Regions from separate parts of the Mus musculus genome. Here region 2 is linked to region 1. The links are chromatin contacts, called in public HiChIP or PLAC-seq maps. All regions are on one chromosome and are shown on one strand. Each heading gives the region's core, a stretch centred on a gene start, on an enhancer-like site or on the middle of the called end of the contact. The rest is flanking DNA. Distances are from core to core; before and after follow the strand shown.

What was found. HiChIP or PLAC-seq counts read pairs in DNA pulled down with a chosen protein or histone mark.
Region 2: a contact with region 1 is called in an H3K27ac HiChIP or PLAC-seq map of the HPC-7 cell line, with 7 times the contacts expected there. The contact joins two enhancer-like sites. A contact is called at or near these places in 4 of 484 Hi-C or Micro-C datasets (embryonic stem cells, muscle stem cells, nephron progenitors and 1 more), 5 of 115 datasets of contacts at active chromatin or transcription factors (the HPC-7 cell line, acute myeloid leukemia, embryonic basal ganglia and 1 more) and 3 of 9 other capture datasets (adipose tissue, liver and pancreatic islet).

Annotation. Positions count from the first base shown.
Region 1 is chr16:94,220,583-94,225,646 of GRCm38.p6, reverse strand. The region is part of intron 6 of Hlcs (holocarboxylase synthetase (biotin- [propriony-Coenzyme A-carboxylase (ATP-hydrolysing)] ligase)); the gene reads left to right. Among named protein-coding and RNA genes, the nearest start is that of Hlcs, 67 kb to the left of the region's middle. Within about 2 kb of position 2,171, at least 100 of the 459 cell types and tissues checked have an H3K27ac peak or open chromatin away from gene starts, as enhancers often do. A contact at or near this core is called in the HPC-7 cell line, where this site is marked.
Region 2 is chr16:94,141,200-94,146,755 of GRCm38.p6, reverse strand. Hlcs (holocarboxylase synthetase (biotin- [propriony-Coenzyme A-carboxylase (ATP-hydrolysing)] ligase)) reads left to right here. Exons shown (of 11, transcript NM_001360045.1): 7 at 5,340-5,407. Among named protein-coding and RNA genes, the nearest start is that of Sim2, 59 kb to the right of the region's middle. Within about 2 kb of position 2,830, at least 12 of the 459 cell types and tissues checked have an H3K27ac peak or open chromatin away from gene starts, as enhancers often do. A contact at or near this core is called in the HPC-7 cell line, where this site is marked.

The sequences.
Region 1 (5,064 bases), core at 922-3,421:
TGTTTTCCAATGCAGCTCAACTCAAATAGAAAGTTTCGAACCAGGCATTCTAACACAATCAAAAGATAGACTAATCCGAGGCCTGCCAAGATGGCTCAGTGCGTGGCAGACGTGGCTTCCAAGTCTGACGACTGAATGCGATCCCGGCAGCCCTCATCCCAGGCGGAGAGCACTGGCTCCTTCATGATGTCCTCTAACTTCCACGTGCCCAGATGCCGCACAAACATGTGTGACAAATAGGTGAATGTAATATGTTAAAAAAATTTCTAACTTGATACTTGCCGAGATACAAGGATGGCAGGCAAATATAAAAAGTCTTGGTTTTCATAATTAATCTACTGAGTAGAAACGTCTGTATGTACCACTGCAGTTCATAATGTGCTATGTCAAATACAATATGCTAGCGTCAAAGCCGAGATGTGGCCAGTCTCTCTCTCTCTTGCAGTTACTGGAGTTCTGTGCTGTGGTGGTGTGCGTGCACATGGCGAAGAGGGTTGTATGTTCAGAACCATGTCCACTGTGACATTGAAGGGTGAACCAAGCTGAGTCCTGACAGAAACACCTTGGGCTCACTGAGTGTTTGATTCTGAGTTAATCTTGGGTTCATCATGTATTCAGAGACCTTTTATTGTTGCCAAATTTTGTGTGGCTTCAGTGTTTCCAGACACAGCTGAAGAGCTGTGTGTTAGACCGTTAGCCCCTAGCAAATGGGTAACTTTACACTACTTCCTTCTGTGCGTTGTATACTCGGTAATCATTTGCTTGGTTTTATTTAAAGCTCAGCCACTCAATTAATACCTTGTGAGCTCCAGCAGGACACAGGTACCAGTTAGTGGGGTGAGGTGCTTGTACCTAATTATCAGAACTGTATAAACCTGATGTGGCCTCACACACCTGTAACCACAGTGCAGGTAGTTCAGGATCACAGTTACATGGTGAGTTTAAGGCTAGCCTGTCTCATATGAAGCAAAGAAAGAAGTAAAAAGAAAGAAAAAAAAAAAGAGAGAGAGAGAAACAGCCAAGGGCTGGAGAGATGGCTCAGAGGTTAAGAGCACTGACTGCTCTTCCAGAGGTCCTGAGTTCAATTCCCAGCAACCACATGGTGGCTCACAACCATCTATAATGGGATCCGATGCCACCTTCTGGTGTGTCTGAAGACTGCGACAGTGTAATCACATGGAATAAATAAATCTTTAATAAAGAGAAACAGCCAATAAGGGAATCAATCTGGAGGACGTGGTTAAAACCTCATCCTTGTAGCTCACGCTCATCTTAGAGAAAGAAGCTATAGAGGCGGCTGCCATTTACAAGTGACCTGAACCCCTCTGGTGGCTGGAAGTGTTTTATCTGGAGTCTATAGGGTACAGACAAGTTAGCCCATAGTAACAGAGCCATGACCTGACCTGGGCCAACCCGGATATGCTCACTAGACATCTGGCTATGTCCTGGCAAGTCAGCCAGGGATGTTTGGCTACTGGGGCCCAGGCCAGATCTCATGACTTCCCATGAGTTGTGAAAATGTCAGGTTCGTCGGTGCCTGTTCATGCCACTAGGAAAGGTAGCTGTGTGCTCGGCCCTTTGCAGGGAGGGCATGTGGTGTGAAGGTGGAAGGTTGGTCGGCAGTCGTTTAATCTGTTTGTCTGTAACCAAGATGATCGCATTCCTTTCTTGGAGAGTACACACAGCCAGCCATTGATGTGGAAACTGAGAAAAAGCAAGACTCGGAATATTTAGAGTTTTTCTTTAATGCTTAACATGATTTCTGACCAGCATGAGATCCGGTTGTACTTCTGGTCCTAGGTGGACACATCACTGGGTGGCGAGCCTAAGACTACTCCCCGAGAAGGCTGTGAGCCTACAGCCAGGGGAGGCTGTGAGTAGGTCTACAGGTCTGGTGCAGTCAGACACATGTGATAAGAAAAACTTCTCAAACGTTGGTTTAGGGGTTAACACGAGTCCTAATTAGGAACAGTTTAGACAGGTTTAGAATGGCGTGTTCACGAGTGTGTTCTCGGAGGTGTGACCACTCACTCACCTGTGTCCACGTAGTATGGAGACAGAGGCTGAGCAGTGGGTGGGTTTACAAATGCATTGTATTAAAACCCTGTAAATGTGTAAAGAAAAAATAACTGTAATATCGTGTTGGGTAATGAAGCAGCTATTTCCCCTGTTTGTTAGGTCGCCTCTCCTCACTTCCTCTTTCCTGAGTTTGTTTTAAGGCTTATTTACAACCTTTGTTTTTCTTTCAAATAAAACACCTGTTTTGGAGCAAGAGCTTCATGGTTCTCACCTGCCCCTTACCAGGTTCTTATACGCGGGCACACCTCGGGGACAGAGAGGTCTGTTTCTGCATGGAGGGTATTCCGTCACTTGGAGAGCCCAAAGCCACATACTTTCTGCGTTGCACAAGAAGTCATTCATCATTTTCAGTTTAGACAAAATGCTAACACTCCCCGAAGAGTATTCAAATTAGCAAGGAGAAGGGTGAGGTCAGTGGCTGGTAGAGGAGCTTCTCCTAGGCCGTGGGAAGGGCATGGGGAGCAGGAAGAGTCCAGAGAGGATGGGAGCCTAGTCCTGCCTGTGGGTTCCAGAGGTCACCGGAATGGTAATGGAGTTTTCACAGTTTGGAGCTGGAGAATGTGTGTGTATGTGTGCAGCGTTTACCCAAAACCGAAAGTGCCTGGTGGGGCAGGTGGCCATGTTAACAGCCTGGAAACCTTGGGCTACTTTTAACAGCCTGGGGTGCAAAGTGACTCTCTCAGCCTGTCTGGGCCAGCTTCCTTGTTTGTAAGGTGAGAGGGCTATGCTGTATCTGTGGCTTAAGAATGTCTAATATTGCAATTCTTTCTTTTTATTCTTTTCTCATATATCACATCCCAACCACAGTTCTCCCTCCCACCCCATGCCTCCCCGTCTCTTCCTCCCCACCTCTGCCTCTCCTCAGAAAAGATCAGGTCTCCCAGGGACATCAACCCACCAGAGTCATTACAGTAAGACCTAGCACATATCATTACGTCTAGGCTGGACAAGGCAGCCAGTAGGAGGAAAAGGGTCCTACAAGTAGGCAAAAGAGTCAGGGACAGCCCCACCCCCACTGTTAGGAGCTTATTTTGTTTGTTTTTTTGTTTTTTGTTTTGTTTTTGTTTTTTGTTTTTGTTTTTCGAGACAGGGTTTCTCTGTGTAGCCCTGGCTGTCCTGGAATTCACTTTGTCGACCAGGCTGGCCTCGAACTCAGAAATCCGCCTGCCTCTGCCTCCCGAGTGCTGGGAAGGAGCTTATTTTTTTAAGTAATAAACTCCTTCTCAAATGAGGTAAATACAGGAATCTACATACAAGTAGCCACAGGGGCTTTCCCAGCCTTAGGGCTTGCATGGAGGCTGGACAGGAAGGTACCTGAAGTCCTTCAGGCTGGGATACTCCCTTGCTGGCTGACTTCTTTTATTTTGAGCTCTCACGTTCTCTCCTTTAAGCCCTTTATGCCTCCTGGAGGTGCTGTTCAGTCGGAAGGTAAACTCGCTTTTCCCTGCGGATGTTCCATGCCACGGGAGAGTCTTATTCACAGCACACGGTGTCATGCGAAGTTCTCGACTTCTCCAGGGTTGCCCTAGGGACGGATGGCCAGAACTCCCTCTGGCACCCAGGGAAATCTGCGTGGGCCCCGTGGCCCTCTCATACTAAGTAGCCACTGTCGTGGGTGGAAGTGGGGAGCAGTTGTCTGGGTGAATGTTTAAATGCTTCCCCTGGAAGGAACTGTGTCCTGGGGTCACTTCCAAGCCAAACAGCCAGACTTTGGGGGAGCTGGGATGGCCCAGTGTGGTAGTACCCACCTGCCATCTCAGCTTTTGGGAGGCAGAGGCTGGAAGATTGGGAACCCAAGGCTGTCTTCAAGTGTGTAGTAGATTCCAAGACCAGCTTGGAATATGTGAAGCCCTGTCTGAATACTGGTTAAATAACTGGTTGGCTGTTTAAGTCAGTAACTCCATGGACTGCAGAGGAGTTGGTGGCACTGCAGTAAGAACTCAGCTGCCCTGGGAGCCGCCCCGGCCCACAGAGCCATCTGGAGGCTTGAGAGGCCCAGGACGGTGGAGGGAGGGGAAAGTTCAGCAGAGGGGGAGGACGCTGTCTCAGGTGAGGTCTTACTAACATTTTAGACCTTAGAGTTCCTTCCAAGCTTGTTTGGCTGGTCAGCAGGTAACACCTAGGCTCTGCCTGGCCCCATGAGGGAGGGTCCTTATGCTTGGAACGAGGTGCAGAGTGCGAGGTAGAAGCTTATGCAAGTTCTGCCTTCTCCCTTTTCTGGAGCTTTTAATCCTCTCTCCTTCGTTTAGTGTCCTCTCCACTTTTGAAAACAATCCATGGAGCTTTGTCATCTCAAACGAACCAAACAAGATATAATCTGACTTTTAGCTTTCCTCGATATCTGTAGAGGAGATCCAAGATGCTTGGGTGTTGTGATCCGCGACTGTGAATCTCAGGCGAGAACCTGCACTCCTGCGGGAGGCCCGTAGAATGCTTGCACAGCCCTTATTTTGGGCCCTTTTTTCCTCCTTTCACCGGTGGCTGCCAACCTTAGGGGCATTTGTGGAAGTGAGGGCATCTCCCATGCCCCGCATCAGGTGGACAGTGTTTTCCAGACCCATTTTCTCTTAGATCTGAAAGGCCAGCCACCCACTGCAGTCCGCCTGTGCCCCATTGCGTCTGAACAGCCACAACGAGTCTCTCCTGTCACAGGCTCAGTTAACAGTTACTGACCTCATGCCAGCTCCATCTCTCTGAATGGAAATTATAGACTCACCTCATTCCACAGTGGAAATCTGACTGTGACTCTAAATAGAAAAAACACTTAGTCCTCCCTGTCCCAAGTGCTTGGCTGTGTCTCTGTTGGTTTGACTACTGTTGATTGCCGTTATGGACTTTCTTGTCCCATATAGTTTGTTTTCTAAGCCTCCCCGTCCTACTAGTGGAATGGGCTGCTTGTTCCTCTGTGCCATTGTCTGTGGATGCAGATAGCAACACGGATGAGCCTTTTCTGAGACCTACATTAGGTGACGGTGGCCACACCCA
Region 2 (5,556 bases), core at 1,581-4,080, 80 kb after region 1:
ACTGGAAAATAAGTAGAACTGTGTGCGCAGATGCAATGATGGCCTGCTGTGAAATCTTAGAGGAGTGGTAATTCTCTAACTTAAGCAATGAAGGAATTCATTCGGGGCAGGATATAAAATTAGCCCATAGCAATCAGTAGATTTTATCACAGGTAGTAACTGTGAAATATTGCGATATGTATTTACAACAGCAAAGAACCTGACAGGAATGCCTAAAGAGATGTATTTATGCAACATTAGACTCCTTGCTCACAGGGCAACTTGTCTTCACAAACGCTGCAATTCTCAAATTAATTTAGAAAGTGTATTTATACAAAACAGACAGACAGACAGACAGACAGAAACCCTCAATATCTGCAAAGGCCTGAGGAGAGCAGTGTGGAGGACGGGGCTCACCGGGTACTGAGACGTGCTTGGTAACTAAAGCTGTGTGACGTCAGCACAGTTAGGGATGGTGACCAACGCCAACAGAGAAGGAATCCCTTCCAGAGACAGCCCCGAGTACATTAGACCCTGTACCAAATGAAGGAGGGGTCCCACACCTCCACGGCAAGGGTGGGGAGCACATCTATTAACAAAAGGTTTCCCAACCAACAGTTCTGAGACAAACTGTCAGGAATTGGAAAAATAAAAAGCCAGGCCTGTACCAAAGTCTTATCCTCCTCAGGAAGGAACTCTCACCGGGGCAGGAACACATCCACACACAAGAAGCCAGTGAATTCCTGTATGACTCAGGGATGGGGAAAGAGTCTCTAGAACCTCTAGCCATGAAGCAAAAACAAGAGGCAAAAAAAGGGAGTAGTAGAAGACTATAAGCCAAATTAAATGATAAATAACAAACTAGAAGAAAATATTTGCAATAGATAGCATAGATCATTTCCCAAACACATAAGAACTCCTTAAATGGGCAAAAGACAAATGCACAGGTCCTAACTGGATGCCCCATGCACACACAAGTGTCGTAAGCCATCAGTGAAGATGTGGGGGAATGAAGGTCATCTCTAATTGGTCCATGAGTAGGTCAGGAGTGTCTGGGCATATCTCACAAAGTCACACGAGCCCTTGCTCTCTGACCGCCATCCCACCTCCGACACTTTAGGTGCAACCCTGACTGTGTCTCCATACATGTGATCAAGGTCTGAGAACACCTAAATGATGAATCAGTGTCGAGTTCTGCACCACACAGCAGTGAGCAGACAGGAATGAGGGAGACCTCATGGATGTGCCAAATATGCCCAGCCTACACCAGAGATTAGAGAGTGGAAGGAGGGAGACAGAGAGAATGATGTAGGTCCAAGGTGGCAGCTCTCTCTAAGGAAGAGAGAGAATGAAGAAAGCAGGCATGTGCCTACCATGTGCAGAGGGGGTCATGAGAGAATAGAGACAACTGAGGCTTGGCTTGTTTTTTTATCATAGAGGTGCAGTCCAGCTAGAAGGGACGGAGGGTGGGGGAGAGCGTCGTGAGAATGCCCCCACAGGCTCGTAGATTAGAATACTTGGTCCCCAGTTTGGGAAGAGTTGGGAGTGGGTTTATTGGAGGAGATATGTCATGGGGAGAGGGCTTTGGGGTTTCAAAAGATTCTCTCCGCCAGCATGGACTCTGTAGCCCTCTGAAACCCCAATTAAGTTGCTTTGGCTTTGGTGTCTTATCACAGCAGTAGAAAGTAACTAAGACAAAGCCACACACACACACACACACACACACACACACACCCCTAACTAACAACTTTATAACATGTAAAAGGAACAACAATTGGTGGGAGGGAGTGAAGTCGGGATCACCACCAAGCCTGATCACATGGGCAGAAGGGATGGCCGCATGGGATGAAGACGAAAAAGGACTCACTGTTTGCTTGTATGCCTCAGGCTGCCGAGGACTAGAACTACAGGCAAACACTCAACTCTTTCTCTCATGCGTTTGTTCTAGCAGGGCGGTCAGTCCTTCTGATCTCTGACCATAGCATTGCCTTAACAAACAATCATGTGCATTTTATAAATTAAAAAAAAAAAAAAAAGATTTGTGCACTTCATAGGTTGGAGGTTATATCTCAATACAAAGTAGAAAGCGGGAGCAAAAGAAAATAGTTAGAACTCAGAAGTCTTTTTCTTCTCAGAGTACTCCTTAGGATTCAGTTCTAGAAGCAGGCAACATAGTTACTGAGTCAGAAGGTAGTAAAAGATGACAAAGCTGGCATCCATGGGTGTCGGGAAGGTCTGCTTATGGTGGTCAGTGTGCATTTATTAGGCTCTTACTGTCTGACCCTGCCATCTTCACAGTTTATCTACATATCTGTTGAGATTGTGTGTGTGTGTGTGTGTGTGTGTGTGTATTTATTTGTTGAGACAGGGTTTCTCTGTATAGTCCTGGCTATCCTGGAACTGGCTCTGTAGACCAGACTAGTCTTGAACTCTGAGATCCGACTGCCCCTGCCTCTTTTTTTTTTTTTTTTTTAAGTTCCCGTAAGTTGGATAAATTCATGTGTTACCTTTGAACTTTGCTGTTCAGTGTGCACTTTGGGGCCAGCGTACCCTCTGAGGGTACGCTGTGTGTCTGTGTGTCAGAGCTCTTGTTATAATGATCACCAGTTGTCCTTCTGGGTCCTCACACTGTGACTCAGCTAACTGTTCCAATAGATCTTTCCCAGACTGTTGCTTTTCTAACTGATGAACGTGGCTGCGCCAGATCCCCACCAGTATGGGCTGCATCTCAATTAAACTTTTGCTCGCTGTTTTAGTTTTCCTATTGGCCAGTCTGCTCGGAGCACCCCTGTGCTGTCCTCTGTAATCAGAGCACTCGGTGTGGGGATTAGATCATCTGGACTGCAAAGAGATCCCGTACAGGGCTGCAGAAGTTTCAGGCTCAGCACAAGCAGGGCTTTTCTTCAGCATCCCTTTGGTACAAGGGCATCAAGAAAGGATGGCATCTATCCACGGTTGCTTTTTCTCTACTTAAAGCAGACTGCAGCAGCTTCATTTTCAGAAACGCAGCATTGACAAAGTTCATAAATGCTCCTTTGTCGACCGTGAGCTGTGCGGCTTGGCCCCCAGAGTTATCTCAGATAGCACAAATAAATCTGGCGGCCTCCAGTTGTCTCGCACAGGCATTAGCTCCTTCCTCCCCTGTCTCTGTTGCAGAGTTTCCTCTTGGCCTCAGCAGCATGGACTCACTCTGCTCGTTAGCATGGTCTGTTAAGTGCTGCCAAACCCCTAGCAGTTTGGTGTGTACGCTCCCTTAATCACTCCTCTTTGTTCTAAAAGTCCGCATTTGGTTTCTGAGCCACTCATGTTCCTGTGGCCCTGCCCCCACCCCTTTCCATTGCTGGGTGTACGTAGCGCTTGAACATCTAAGGTCCACGTGTTTAAAGAGCATTGTACATTACCCACCATTCTGAGAGCTTCTGCAGTCCGTTCACAGAATACTCAATCCCATCCCCCTCCCCCTCCTCCCATCCCCCTCCCCCCTCCTCCATTTACCCCGGGAACCCAGACTCGGGAATGGGACCCTCTAGGAAACAGGAGACACTAAATGACAATGTTAACCCTGCTGTAAGACAGAGACTCCTTCTTACAATTTCCCCCTTGTCCAGGACAAGCAAAAGACATTTTATTCTTGGCACCCAGGGGTGGGCAGGCATACTCCACCTCAAGGAGTGATTCATAGTGTCCAAGAGAAATACTGTGAGGATGTGTTTCACGTGTATTGGCACAGGTTGGGTTACTCCTGAATGCCTTGTTCTGCTCCTGCAGCTGTGAGGAAGACCCACGGTTGCACCAGCCAGACCCTGCCCAACATAGTCTTTGCACGAAAAGAAATGATAGGCTTCCTCCCCTATGCAAGTACTACACACTTCAGGGATACAGGAGGCAGCGGGTGTTGGGCGGGCGGGAGTGGGAAGGGGTGTTTTTTAAGCAGTTTCCTTCCCTTAGGGGTTCTTTTAGCCTGCAGGAGAGGGTGGGGAGCTACGCAGGGCACAGGCTTGCTTTAAGGGGCACTGCTTGCAAGAATCTTGAGGAACGCTTCAGACTGACATGTAACTTCTTGTTAATACACAATACCAGTTTGTCCTCTGCCCTGCTCAACCCCTGTTCTCCCACAAATGATGATGGATGGAAGGAAGGGAAGGAGGGAGGGAGGGAGGGAGGGAGGGAGGGAGGGAGGGAGGGAGGGAGAGAAAGAAAGAAAAGAAAGAAAGATATTCACAGAAAGATGATTCATAATAGATGCACACACATATAAGTACACATAGATTGATAGATGATACATACATATACATGTCACATACATACATATATATAGATATGCATAAATAGATATATAGATATCTACATAGATGCATGCATACATATATAAGTACATACATACATGAATGGATGGATAGATAGATTCACAGACAGATTCACAATAGATAAATGCATACACACATATATAAGTACACACATATAGATAGATAGATGATTGATAGATATATTTAGATATATTTAGTGGGAGGGAGAGGGGGGGGAGAGAGAGAGAGAGCTTGGCTTTGGCCATTAATACCTCCTGCTCTGAACTATATCCGATTGATGCCAAATCAGCAACTTCGGGAAGATGGAGAAGTGTCTTAGCATGGAAATAAAATGCAGAGAGCAAGACTTGGAGGAGACCCTGGGAGTGAAGGGCTCTGGGACGTGTGCTCGTTTTCCTTTGCCCCAGATATCAGCCAGTCAGGTAGAGATGCATGCGGTTACGCTTTGCCACTTAACCCCAAAGAGGCGTTTGCATTCTTTTCGGTGAAACTGTTCTAAAAGCAGACCCGAAGCCCAAACAGACCCAGGGTTCTTGGGAATTCTCAAAAGGTGTTGATTTATTTACTGCAGCTAAAGCGTAATTAGTTCTCAGGGGATGGGGTATCTCTGAAATGCTCTACTGCCCACATACTGGCTTTCGGAGTAATCAGAAACGTGTGCATGTTCAAACAGAAATGCACTGTAAGTAAAAACAAATGTCAGACACTGTTGTCACTTGAAGGTAGATACGAGGTAAAGGGAAAGAACTTGATAACATCGTCCAAAGAACTGTCTCCTAGCAGTCAAGCCAAGCACCAGCCAGGCTGACCCCACTCTCCTCCCTCCACCCCTGCCCCTCTCCACTCTCTTGCTCTTCACCCCTTACTTCACCCCTGTGCTAGTTCCTACCAAAGGCTGTGAGGGAAACGACACCCCTCCTTTCTACAGCTCCGCAGGTCGTTGGCCCTTCCTGACCACCATGCAAACGCACACACTTGTCCCCGTTCTGTCCGAGCTGCTGGCCCTCCTCTTCGTGTCCGTTCTAACTGACCAGTTTTTCCCATCATTTGCAGGTTGATGTTTGAGATGCCGCAGGAAATGGGCTTAATTGCCATTGCAGTTCGGCAGACCCAGGGCAAAGGTCAGTCATCGTTTGTTGTCATTGCTGTTATTTCCCTTTCCCAAAATCCACGAGTCTCCTGGCCAGAGAGCTCAGTGTGTGCTGAACCCTGAGACCACTCGAGTTTAGCATCTTTCCATTTTAACAGCCCCCTGAAATGGGGCACGGGA